2 separate regions of the Urocitellus parryii genome follow, and region 1 is linked to region 2. Evidence: chromatin contacts called from public Hi-C data. All regions are on one chromosome and are shown on one strand. The core of a region is the stretch at or near the end of the contact, and the rest is flanking DNA. Distances in the headings are between cores, read along the strand shown. Region 1 holds the start of Ibtk (inhibitor of Bruton tyrosine kinase). Region 2 holds the start of Ube3d (ubiquitin protein ligase E3D).

Region 1 (6,210 bases), core at 2,957-5,456, 630 kb after region 2:
TTACAGAAGGCTTACAGATTTGTGAGGAGGTGGCCTTTTTGGAGGGAGGATTTGAAGGATAGTCACTATATAGGAAGAATGTAGCTGAAACCATATCCTCCAGTTCCAAGAATACAAAAATAGTCTATTGCTTAATTTCTATCTTTCGCGTTCTGTAGTTTTCATTGCAGATGTCTTTCACCTCTTTCGTTATGTTGATTCTCAAGTATTTTATTTTATTTTTTGAGGCTATTGTAAATGGGGTAGTTTTCCTCATTTCCCTTTCAGATGATTTGTCACTGATATACAGAAATGCCTTTAATATATAGGCGTTGATTTTGTATCCTGCTACTTTGATGAATTCATTTTCTAGTTCTAGAAGTTTTCTGGTAGAATTTTTTGGGTCTTCTAGGTATAGAATCATGTTGTTGGCAAATAGTGCTAATTTGAGTTCTTCTTTTCTTATCCATATTCCTTTCATTTCTTTCCTTTAATTGCTCTGGGCAGTGTTTCAAGAACTAAGTTAAATAGAAGTGGTGAAAGAGGGCATCCCTGCCTTGTTCCAGTTTTTAGAGGGAATGCTTTCAATTTTTCTCCATTTAGAATCATATTGGCCTGGGGCTTAGCATAGATAACTTTTACAATGTTGAGATATGTTCCTGTTGTCCCTAGTTTTTCTAGTGTTTTGAACATGAAGCGGTGCTCTATTTCATTGAATGCTTTTTCTGCACCTATTGAAATGATCATATAGTTCTTATCTTTCAGTTTATTGATGTGATGAATTACATTTATTTATTTATTTATTTATTTAAGAATTTTAATATTTATTTTTTAGTTTTCGGCAGACACAACATCTTTGTTTGTATGTGGTGCTGAGGATCGAACCCGGGCCGCACGCACGCCAGGCAAGCACGCTACCACTTGAGCCACATCCCCAGCCCGAATTACATTTATTGATTTCTGTATGTCGAACTAAACTTGCATCCCTAGGATGAACCCCACTTATGGAAAGATCTCCCTTGTTCTTGGATAGGCAGAATTAATATTGTCAAAATAACCATACTACCAAAAGCACTATACAGATTTAATGCAATTCCAATCAAAATCTCAATGACATTTCTCATAGAAATAGAAAAAGCAGTCATGAAATTCATTTGGAAAAATAAGAGACCTAGAATAGCTACAGCAATCCTTAGCAAGAAGAGTGAAACAGGTGGCATTACTATGCCAGATCTTAAACTATACTCCAGAGCAATAGTAACAAAAACAGCATGGCTTTGGCACCAAAATAGACTGGTAGACCAATAATAAAGAATAGAGTACATAGAAACTTACCCACATAATTACACAGAAACTAACCCACATAATTACAGTTATCTTATATTAGACAAAGGTGCCAAAAACACACATTGGAGAAAAGACAGCCTCTTCAACAAATGGTGCTGGGAAAACTGGAAATCCATATGCAACAAAATGAAATTAAACTCCTATCTCTCACCATGCACAAAACTCAACTCAAAATGTATCAAGAACCTAGGAATTAAACCAGAGACACTGCACCTATTAGAAGAAAAAGTAGGCCCAAATCTGCATTCTGTTGGATTAGGCCCCTACTTCCTTAATAAGATGTCTATAACACAAGAATTAAAATCAAGAATCAGTAAATGGATGGATTAAAAATAAAAACTTCTCAGAAAAAGAAACAATCAGTGAGGTGAATAGAGAGCCTACATCTTGGGAGCAATTTTTTACCATTCACACATCAGATAGAGCATTAATCTCTAGGGCATATAAAGGACTCAAAAAGCTAAATACAAAAAAACACAAATAGCCCAATCAATAAATGGGCCAAGAAACTGAACAGACACCTCTCTGAGATGAAATACAATCAATCAACAAATATATAAAAAAAATGTTCAACATCTCTAGTAATTAGAAATGCAAATCACAACTACTCTAAGATTTCATCTCTTCCAGTCAGAATGACAGCTATTATGAAGACAAACTACAATAAGTGTTGGTGAAGATATGGGGGAAAAGGCACACTCATACATTGCTGGTGGGACTGCAAATTGGTGCAGCCATTATGGAAAACAGTACAGGGGATTCCTTAGAAAGTTGGGAATGGAACGACCGTTTGACCCAGCTTCCCACTCCTTGGTCTATACACAAAGGACTTAAAAACAGTATACTACAGGGACATAGCCACACCAAAGTCTGTAGCAGCACAATTCACAATAGCTAAATTGTGGAACCAATCTAGATGTCCTTCAGTAGATGAATGGATAAAAAAATGTGGTATATATACACAGTGGAATATTAGTCAGCAATAAAAAAGAATAAAATCATGGCATTTGCAGGTAAATGGATGGAGTTAGAGAATATAATGCTAAGTAAAGTTAGCCAATTCCCTAAAACCAAGTGCTGAATGTTTTCTCTGATATAAGGAGGCTGATTCATAGTGGGGTTGGGAGGGTGAGCAGGGAGGATTAAATGAACTCTAGATAGGGCAAAGGGGTGAAAGGGGAAGGCAGAGGGCATGGGGGTAAAAAAGATGGTGGAATGAGATGGATATCATTACCCTAAATACATGTATGAAAACATAAATTGTGTGAACATACTTTACAACCAGAGGTATGAAAAATTGTGCTCTATATGTGTAATGTGAATTGTAATGCATTCTGCTGTCATATATAACAAATTAGAATAAAAAATGTTTAACAAAAAATAGAATAGCCTATTGTTAAAACTATCTTTGTCTCTCTGCGTGCCATACCCTGTCTTCTTTGGGGGAATTACTCCTTATTCTGTTTCATTCATATGAATTCAGAGATTGTTAATCATGATATACTTGACTCTTCATTTAATCCACGCCAATAGGAATACATTAGGCTTTTGGAATTTTTGTGCTTGAGGCAGATGCCTCAATGCTACTTTCTCTAACGGCCAAAGCTAAGATGTCCTTCAGGAAGTCACAGCCAGCAAGTATTCTCTTGTGAAAGACCATCTGAAGAAGAAATTAAACAATAAGCTCTCAGGCATTTCTAAGAGGTCAGTTATACTGCTGACCCCGTTCTTGTAGAACCTAATCAGGTTTGGATTTCTATCTATTGGGGCAGCTGTGTAATTCCTTACCCATGCAACTTGAAAGACAGCCCAATCATATAATAAGGAAGTAGCGTTTTTGATTATGAAGAGTAGTGTTTGAAAAAATATGGCATCTATGGAGTTTATTGCAGATGCTATGTGATTTAATTTTCTGTTCCACTCCCAATGCCTAGATTATTCTTATAATTGTCTTTTCTCAATCACCACAATCTTCCAAAGCCATCTCTAATTTTATTTCTTCTGTTAGTCTAATCTATAAATTCTAGTCAATTATTTTTCCAAACTTTGACTTTTCAATCACCCAAGTAACAATTATTGCAGTGAAAATTACAAAACAGAAAATGACAGAAATTAAAAATTACCCATTCTTACACTACACAGAATTAATCATGGTTGTGGTTATATTTTAACCCATTCAATCCCTTATGTGTAAACACATTTAAAAAAATGACCAATTTTTATTTCTTCTCTCCTAACCACAACTACATTTTTTATTCAGCTGTATTTCATTTGTAGTTTCCTTATTATTTCAATACTCTGCACTGCAAATAACAATACCTTTGAAAGGTATTGAAAAGCACCTTATTTTACAGGGAAAATAGGAGCAATTCCACATTTCTTGGCCTCAGATGTTCTTTATTTCCTCATTTACCTAGTTATCTCCTGATCATTCTTCTGATATTAATTCATGTGATATGTCTTTGGAACGTCAGATAAAATCTATCATGGTATATTCTTTGACATACTTGTAAAAGTTGCAATTTATTTTTATGTTAGGATTATCTGAGTCTATTTGATCATTATTGGATCCTCAGTGCTTATAAGTGTCTGAAACTTCGCAATTTTTAAGTGAAGGATGCTTGGAATCATTAAGCTGCTAAGAAAATATTTATAAAAGTAGCAATGTTTAGGAAGTGTTATTGTGTGCTAGGCACTCTGCTAAGTGCTATATATTTCTATAATTGCATTTTTACTATCTCAAAATGCATCAATGTTCTCACTCTGCAAATGAGGAAATTGAGATTTCAGAAAAATCAATTAACTTGCTCAGATACAAATAAGAGACAGATAAACGTTTTGAACTCAGATCAATGCTTTTATTTACATCTTTAGCTTTGTTCGCCAGTACTGGCTTCTTTATTCGTGAGTTTGAAGTCAGCATATACAGCTTACTTTCAAAATCACTGTTTTTACATTACAGATTGGTTTTTGTTATATGCCAAAGTAGTAAGTAGGGGAGCAAAGAAACGACAGACTTTGTACTGGGAGAAGCAGGAGAGCTGGATCCCAATTAGTCTCCCTTCCTTCTTCACTAACTAGCTTGTGTAGGTTTGGGCTAGTAACTTGGCCTCCCACAAAGGTTACAAAGTAGGAAGTAAGAAGACATCTAGTCCAACTGCTTTTAATAGATGAGATTAAGAGGCTTGTACAATACACAACGTGGCAGAGGTTCAGCTAAATGCTGACGTCTATTGTTTGAGTCATACTACCCCTCCTTGAACAAATATTTACTGAGTGCCTACTGTATTAGGCACTAGGCAGAAGTATTTTTACCATTCGATATTGATTATTGGCTGTCTTTCCTAATACTTCTCACTAAGCAACTTTAAAAACAGCCCTTAGATTCAGAGTTATATGGGGGAAAAACTTCCTGTAAGCCTGGCGTTAGGCACAGGGTGGCATGACCCAAGTCAGCAGCTGGTCGTGCTAGTGGCGATCTAGGAAGGGAGTGACGCCTTCTGACTCTGGGATAATCCGGGTGTACCAGAGGGTCAGCGTGGTTAGGCTGTCTTCCAGAGACGACGCCTTTGGTTTTCCACTGACCCACACTGCTAATGTTACACGAGGAAACTCCACTTTGCGTGCGATCAGATGCCCAAGGCACGCGGCCAGGTCTCCCCGCATCTTCGCTACCCCGGGTTTGTCTTCCGTATTGAGCTGCCGGGAAAGCGACGTTTCTATATGAGCAACAGCTGACCTCGAGAGGAACACTTCCTCATCGCTGCTGGCCTAGAATCCACCCCGACGGACTTTCGCCACTCTCGGCCAGCCCGCAGCCCCAAGGCCGGCAGGGTCAAGCAACTCCGGGACGCCAGGCAAAGGCCACAGTTGGGTGCTGCCACGCTAGGCCTTCTGGGCAGGCACCAGCCAATGGCCGTAAGGCATACATGAGCCCCAGCCAATCAACACCCATCTTGTTCCTGGGTCCCGCCCGCTCGGGCCCTTTCTCCCAGCCCTCCTCCCGGTGCCCGTAGTCGCGGCTGTAGCTGCAGCCGCCTCCAGAGCCGACCGGGGTCTGGGGACCGGCACCTCCTGGCGCCGTTTAGTTTCTCCTACTGCCTTCACTGAGGATGAGTTCCTGTGTTGCTGTGCGTCCACCCCGCGGAGACCACCGGCGCAGTTTCATCTAGCGACTGGTGAGGGAGGGCTCCGCGCGGCCCGACGCTGTTCAGCGGGCTGAGGTGACGGCGTCCCGCCAGTCACTCGGCCGTGGGAGAGCTCTCGCCTCTCAGAGGGTGCGGGTGACCGCGGACGCTGGTGGCGCGAGTCGACCACGGGGAGGTTACTCCGCGCCCCAGAGGCCGCTGAGGTTCTTGTGAACTAGCGCGGGCCGACCCAGTGGCCCTCTGCCGTCTCCTCTCCACCGCCCCCCTCAGCTAATGAATGGCCTGTTCAGGCCACTTGCTACGTTGCATTTCTGCCTGACACGCCCTCCAACATTGTTGCATTCCCAGTGTCACTTCTCTTTAAACCCGGGATTGGAAACCATTCCTGGTGGCGCCCTTGGCCCCTTTACCCCCTTCGTGGAGTTCCAAAGTTTGAGTCCACTCTGGAGACTGTCGGAGAGCAGGTCGTGAAGTTAGGTGGGAATTGACAACTATGTTAAAAAAGGAACAGCGGCTTGTTTGAGAAGTGCGGAAGACAGTGCTCTTATTAGCTTTCAGGTTCTAGAAGCGTTGTTGTTCTGATACGAAATAGAGAACGCCCGTCACAGGCCATCCTTGTCGCTTGTTTTCCAACATAGTTCTAGAACTTAAGTTATGTTATCCCGACGCTATGTTTTTCAGGAAGCTGAGGTTGAGTAGCACCTTCTTTCGTATGCTTGGAATTGGGGCATTTGAA
Region 2 (6,384 bases), core at 2,327-4,826:
AGGCATTTTTCACTCGCCTGGAAAAGTCCCAATTTGATGGAGAATTTGAAGGGCTTATAGGAATCGAAAACAGATTTTAATTATTATTTAAATAATTATTTAAGTAGATGTACAATTTTTGTTCTTTAACAATTTAAAGAGTTATGAATATTTTTTTTTTATGAATAACTTAAGGTCCCAAGACGGCCAGTGTGAAGTTAGGAGACAAATATTGATGTCATTGGGTACTGAGTATAAAGCCCTTTCGATCATGTCAAATTACGTCAAGGTGGATTTCACCGTTTTGCCCACACTATAGGGGAGAGAACAAAAGAAAGTTTTTACAAATGTGTGACTCTTTAAATAAAATATAACGATCTCTTTTTAAATTTTCATTTGTTATATATGAAAGCAAATTGCATTATAACTCGTATTACACATACAGAGCAAAATTTTTCATATTTCTCGTTGTACATATGTGGCACCATTCGTGTCTTCATACATGTTTTAGTGTAATGATGTCTATCTCATTCCACCATCTTTCCTACCCCCATGCCCCTTCCCTATCCCTCCCCTTCCTTTGCCCTATCTTTAGTTCATCTAATCTTCCCATGCCCTCCCCACCCTTAAATCAGAGAAAACATTGGGCATTTGGTTTTTGGGGATTGGCAAACTTCACTTAGCATTATATTCTCCAATTCCATCCATTTACCTGCAAATACCATGATTTTATTCTCTTTTAATGCTGAATAATATTGCATTGTGTACATATACCACAGTTTCTTTATCCATTCATATATTGAAGGGCCTCTAGGTTGGTTCCATAGTTTAGCTATTGTGAATTGTGCTGCTATAAACATTGATGTGTCCGTGTCCCTATAGTATGCTGCTTTTAAATCCTTTGGGTATAGACCAAGGAGTAGGATAGCTGGGTCAGCTGGTGGTTTTGTTACCCCTGTTGACTGGTGAAGACTCCTTGCTTCCCCAATATTGAAGAATAACACCAGAGAAGCACACTGAGGCAAGGTCAGAGTGGAAACTAGAAGTTTATTAAAGGACAGCAGAAAAGACTTCTCCCGGAGGAAGAAGGGGACCCAGAGATGGAATCCGTGGAAGTGCGGTTGTTTCCCCTTTTTATAGTTCTTTCAGTGATGGAATGTAGGTGGGAAGGTCCGAGGGTGGGGCCCAGGTGAGCCAAAGAAGTAATCTGGTCAGGAAGGACTTCTGAGTCAGCATCTTCAAGTTTGCTGGGGGCTGTTTATTAACACTTCTTTGGGATGGGCTCTGGGCCTTGGACTTTTCCTGGACTTCATTAACATTCCAAGAGTTGTTCAACTTTTTCCCAGAATTCATTCTAAACATGGCCTCTATTTTGGATCTTACTCGATATTAGACCCGATTTACCTAACTACACTGACTACCTAACTTTAAATCTGGCTTCAGTTTCATTCCCAGTTTTCCAAGGGATCTCCATACTGTTTTCCATATTGGCTGCACCAATTTGCATTCCCACCAATAATGTATGAATGTGCCTTTCCCCCCACATCTTCGCCAACACTTATTGTTGTTTGTATTATTAATAGCTGCCATTCTGACTGGAGTGAGATGAAATCTTAGAGTAATTTTGATTTGCATTTCTCTAACTTGCTAGAGATGTTGAACATTTTTTCATATATTTGTTGATCGAGTGTATATCTTCTTTTGAAAAGTGTTCAGTTCCTTGGCCCATTTATTGATTGGGTTATTTGTGGGTTTGGTGTTAAGATTTATGTGTTCTTTATATATCTAGAGATTAGTGCTCTATCTCATGTGCATATGTTAAAAATTTGTTCCTGGCACTGGAGTTATGGCTCAGCGGTAGAGCGCTCCCCTAGCATGGGTGAGGCCCTGGGTTTGATCCTCAACACCACATAAAAATAAAATAAAGGTATTGTATCCAACTATAACTAAAACAAAATATTTAAAAACAAATTTGTTCCCAAATTGTAGTCTATTCACCTCACTGATTGTTTCTTTGGCTGGGAAGAAGCTTTCTAGTTTGAGTCCATCCCATTTATTGATTCTTGATATTTTTTTTTGAATTTTTTTTTTAATATTTATTTTTTAGTTCTCGGCGGACACAACATCTTTGTTGGTATGTGGCGCTGAGGATCGAACCGGGCCGCACGCATGCCAGGGGAGCGCGCTACCGCTTGAGCCACATCCCCAGCCCGATTCTTGATATTAATTCTTGTGCTGTAGGAGTCTTATTAAGGAAGTCAGGGCCTAATCTCACATGATGGACATTTGGGCCTAGTTTTCTTCTATCAGACCCAGAGTCTCTGGTTTAATTCCTAGTCTTGATCCACTTTGAGTTGAGTTTTGTGAATGGTGAGAGATAGGGGTTTAATTTCATTTTATTGCATATGGATATCCAATTTTCCCAGCACTATTTGTTGAATATAACACTCTTTTAAGCTAATAAAACATTAATTGTTAAGAACATGCTGTTCTAAAAAATATGCTGTTTTAAGAATGTTATCTATTTTGATATGTCAGTATTTATGACAGCCTTGGGGGTTAATGATGGAATAGTATATCAAGTGATCATCATCCATTAAATAGACGAAATAGTTGAAAACGAATAGAAAAGTTTATTTTTTTTACTAAATTTTACCAAGTTAATTTATTTTTACCAAGTTCCATGCATGATTTCAAATTATTCTGACGGAACAAGAATTTGTGCAGCAAATACCATAAAGTTTAAAACTCCAAAAACTGATTTTAGAAAAATTATCTTAATCCAGTATCTTTATAGATTTTAAGGATTTTTTTAAACTGATATGCTTCAAGTTTGGTGTGTAGTAATTATGACTTTGAAATGATAAAATGAAGCATCAATAAACAGAATTTTTTATACAAACCATCATTTTTTTCTTTTAAAATAAGTGTTCTTTGTTTTTAAAGAAGTCCTTTTGAAATTCTACTGTGATCTTATATTTTTACATTTCTGCATTATAAGTATGTATATTATAGTAGATCCTTTAGTAAACTTTCAAAAATTATCTTGTAACGAAATTCTGATTTATCTGAGGTAGTCTTTACTTTGTAAAATAGTAGAAATGTGTTATCTGGAATTATTCCAAGTTATATGAATGATTGATCCTTTAATTTAAAATACTAGACTTGAATCACACTCTTTTATATAGGTAGCAGAAAACTTCCTTACATTTTGAAACTATTTCAATCTTGAAGCTATCCTGTTTAAACTGAGAAGCAATGCCAAGTTGATCTTTCACATTTTTGTTGTCTCAGAGGCTAACAAAAGACCCTATTTCTGATTGTCCCCTCCTAGGGACAGAGTCCACCTGATCACTTCCGTCCATTATCTCATGCCTAAGCAAACTAGCTAGAGTGTGCCCCACGACCGTCGATTTTTATAATCCTTTTACAGGGAGGCTAACCCGGTAGGTGGTGCTTTTAGGAAGTGTAACCTGGCTCTGGCCATCAGTTTTCTCAGCGGGTTTTGAGAATGTGCTCCGGGGGTGGGGCCGCGACCTTAAGGAGGCGCACTCTCCGCCCGGCAGGCGGCGCTGTGGGCTGACAGAGGGCGCCAGCCGAGCGATCTGGTGCTGCAGCTGCCACTGTGGTCGCCTCCTCTATTTCAGCTGCACGTGCAACTGCTCCTGTCCCTGGTGGCCCGGGTTCGTGAGAACCTCCGTCTCAATCCAGGGCGGACCGGGTGCTGGCGATGGAAGCCAGTGCGGTGGAGACGCGTGTGTTCGTGGAGGTGCGCAGACGGCTGCAGAGCGCGCTGCTGATCGTGGGGTAAGGCCGGGCTGGGAGTGCTGATCCTGGGGTAAGACCCGGTTAGGCAGAGCCCAGCTCGCGCTCCTGCCGCCGAGTCCAGCGGCATTCTCCGCCTCCCTCAGAACCACGGATTTTGAGTTTCCTGTTTCTAGCTGTTTGCACGTCATGATTACTCGGAGCGAAGCACCACTCCCTCCCCGTGACTGACAGCCGGCACATCTTTTGGGAGCATTTTAGAAGTTCGGGGTTTCAGCGCCACACCAGATCTGCTGAAGCAAAACTTAGACTTCTGACAATATTCCCTGGATTCAAATGCATGTTGAAGTTTGAGGAAGAGTGACGTAAAACACCATTGGCAGTATCAGGCGTTTCCAATAAAACCATAAAAAATGCCTGACTATCTTTATTCAGGATCATCCATGTAAAGATCACTTCCAATGTTGGGCTTCCTGTTTTGTAAATAACCTCCATTTGGGGATTTTGGAGGTTGTTTGTTTTCTCTTCCCAAACTGCTCAATACAGAGGAACTGAGGGACACAATCAATAAACCCATGTTCAGTGAATGCCTAAAAGGGATTGCAGACTTCTTATTGGAGCTCATTATCTTTTATTCGTTTTCCAAGTTCCAATGAGAAGTCTGCAAACTTTTATTATTCACTATATTGACAAGAATTTCTTGGAAAAAAAAAAAAGTTCTCTTATTGTCAGCAATTTTAATGGTTTGTGGCCCTGTCGCCTACTTCCTTTTGACAGCTCTTTCAAATAGAATAAGTGAGAAGTTAAGATCCTGAAATTTTTTATTATACAGTGCCACCGCTAGATAGATGCTCAACTTTTCATCTTTTCTTTAAATCTGCCAAGATCTGGTGTGGAGGTTTTGGATTTGGGATGAGAACTGACTTCAAATCCTAGCTTCCTTGAAGATAGGTTAAATTGATCTGACTTTCTTCAATTTTAAAATGCGGGTATTAGTACTTCTGGATTTTTTCCCTTCTTTCTTTCAAAAATCATGAGTTCTGGCTGGAGTGTAGCTCAGTAGAATACTTGGCTAGCATGCTGGAGGCCTGAGTTCAGTCCCTAGCACTGCAAGAAAGATCTTTATTCTTGCTGAGTAGTTTTCCATCAAATGAATGGTCCACAAATCATTTATACATTCTATTGCTAGAAGTTTTGCTTGTTTCCAAGTTGAGTACTGTTGCCATAACATTGTTTTCGACTTTTGATGGACATATATTTTCTTTTTTTTTTTTAAGAGAGAGTGAGAGAGAGAATTTTTTTAATATTTATTTTTTAGTTTTCAGTGGACACAACATCTTTATTTTATTATTATGTGGTGCTGAGCATCGAACCCAGTGCCGCGTGCATGAGCCACATCCCCAGCCCCATATATTTTCATTTTCCATGAGTCAATACTTTATAGTGAAATTGCTGAGTCATATGATAGATGTGTGCACTTCTTTGTGAGAGACTTCTGAACAGTTCTCCAAAGTGATTATACCAGTTTACACACTCACCAGAGGGGAGCTTCAATTTTCTTCACATTCTTGCCTGCATTTAGTATCATCAGTCTTTTTGGTTTGAACCATTCTAGTGGATATAAAGTAGCATCTCATGGTTTTAATTTGCATTTCTCAGATGACTAATAACATTGAGCTCCTTTTCATATGCTTTTTGGCAATTCAAACATTTTCTTTTACAAATATCCTCTAGTTTTCTTGCATAATTACATGTACTTTACTTGTTGAGCGTCTCTGATCTGAAATTCTCAGTTTGGAATTGTCTAATATCTGAAACTTTTCCATTTTAGTTGATTTTGAATGTTTGAATTAGGCATGCTCAACATGTGGTATTTTTTTTTTCTTTTTTTAAACAAAAGGTAAATTTATTGAAAGTGAAAGTGAAAGTAACATTCAAGTAAACTAGAGCTGAATGTGCCCAACTTCAGCGAATGGCTCAAGGCTAACTTGGTGGGCTGGGGATGTGGCTCAAGCGTTAGCGCGCTTGCCTGGCATGTGTGCGGCCCGGGTTCGATCCTCAGCCCCACATACCAACAAAGATGTTGTGTCCCCCGAGAACTAAAAAAAATAAATATTAAAAAAAAATTCTCTCTCACTCTCTTTAAAAAAAAAAAAAAGGCTAAGTTGGTGTCTTTTGATAAACAGAAAAATTAATTTTAATGAAGTCTAGTTTATCACTTTTTTATATAACATTTTTGGGGTTTTGGTACTGGGCATTGAACCCAGGGGTGTTTTGCCTCTGAGCTACAGTCCTTTTTTATTTTTTTTTTATTTTGGGATAGGATCTCATTAAGTTGTTGAGGCTGCCCTTTGAAGGTGTGATCCTCCTGCTTCAGCCTCCTGAGTTGCTGGGATTATATGTGTACACCACTGTGTCTGGCTTCACTAATATTTTGTAATAAAAAAAGTTTGTAGAGAGTTTTTTCTTAAGTTTTTTTTTTTTTAATTGCTATTATTAGAGATGTGGTTACACTGTGTTGCCCAGGCTGCCCTTGAATTCCAGGCCCAAGTGATCCTCTTGCCTTAGCTTCCCAAGTAGCTGAGACTATAGACTGGTGCGCCACTATGTCTGGCCTACTTTTTAGAAGTTTTATAGTTT

What was found. A called contact is a pair of places that touch in the nucleus more often than the background predicts.
Region 1: a Hi-C map of muscle shows a contact between it and region 2, with 4 times the contacts expected there. The contact joins the promoter of Ibtk here to the promoter of Ube3d in region 2. A contact is called at or near these places in 2 of 2 Hi-C or Micro-C datasets (liver and muscle).

Annotation. Positions count from the first base shown.
Region 1 is chr8:76,197,812-76,204,021 of mUroPar1.hap1, forward strand. It overlaps Ibtk (inhibitor of Bruton tyrosine kinase), which reads left to right and starts at 4,207. Exons shown (of 29, transcript XM_026411484.2): 1 at 4,207-5,504.
Region 2 is chr8:75,563,796-75,570,179 of mUroPar1.hap1, forward strand. Ube3d (ubiquitin protein ligase E3D) reads left to right here and starts at 3,577. Exons shown (of 10, transcript XM_026411003.2): 1 at 3,577-3,786. The coding sequence starts at 3,710.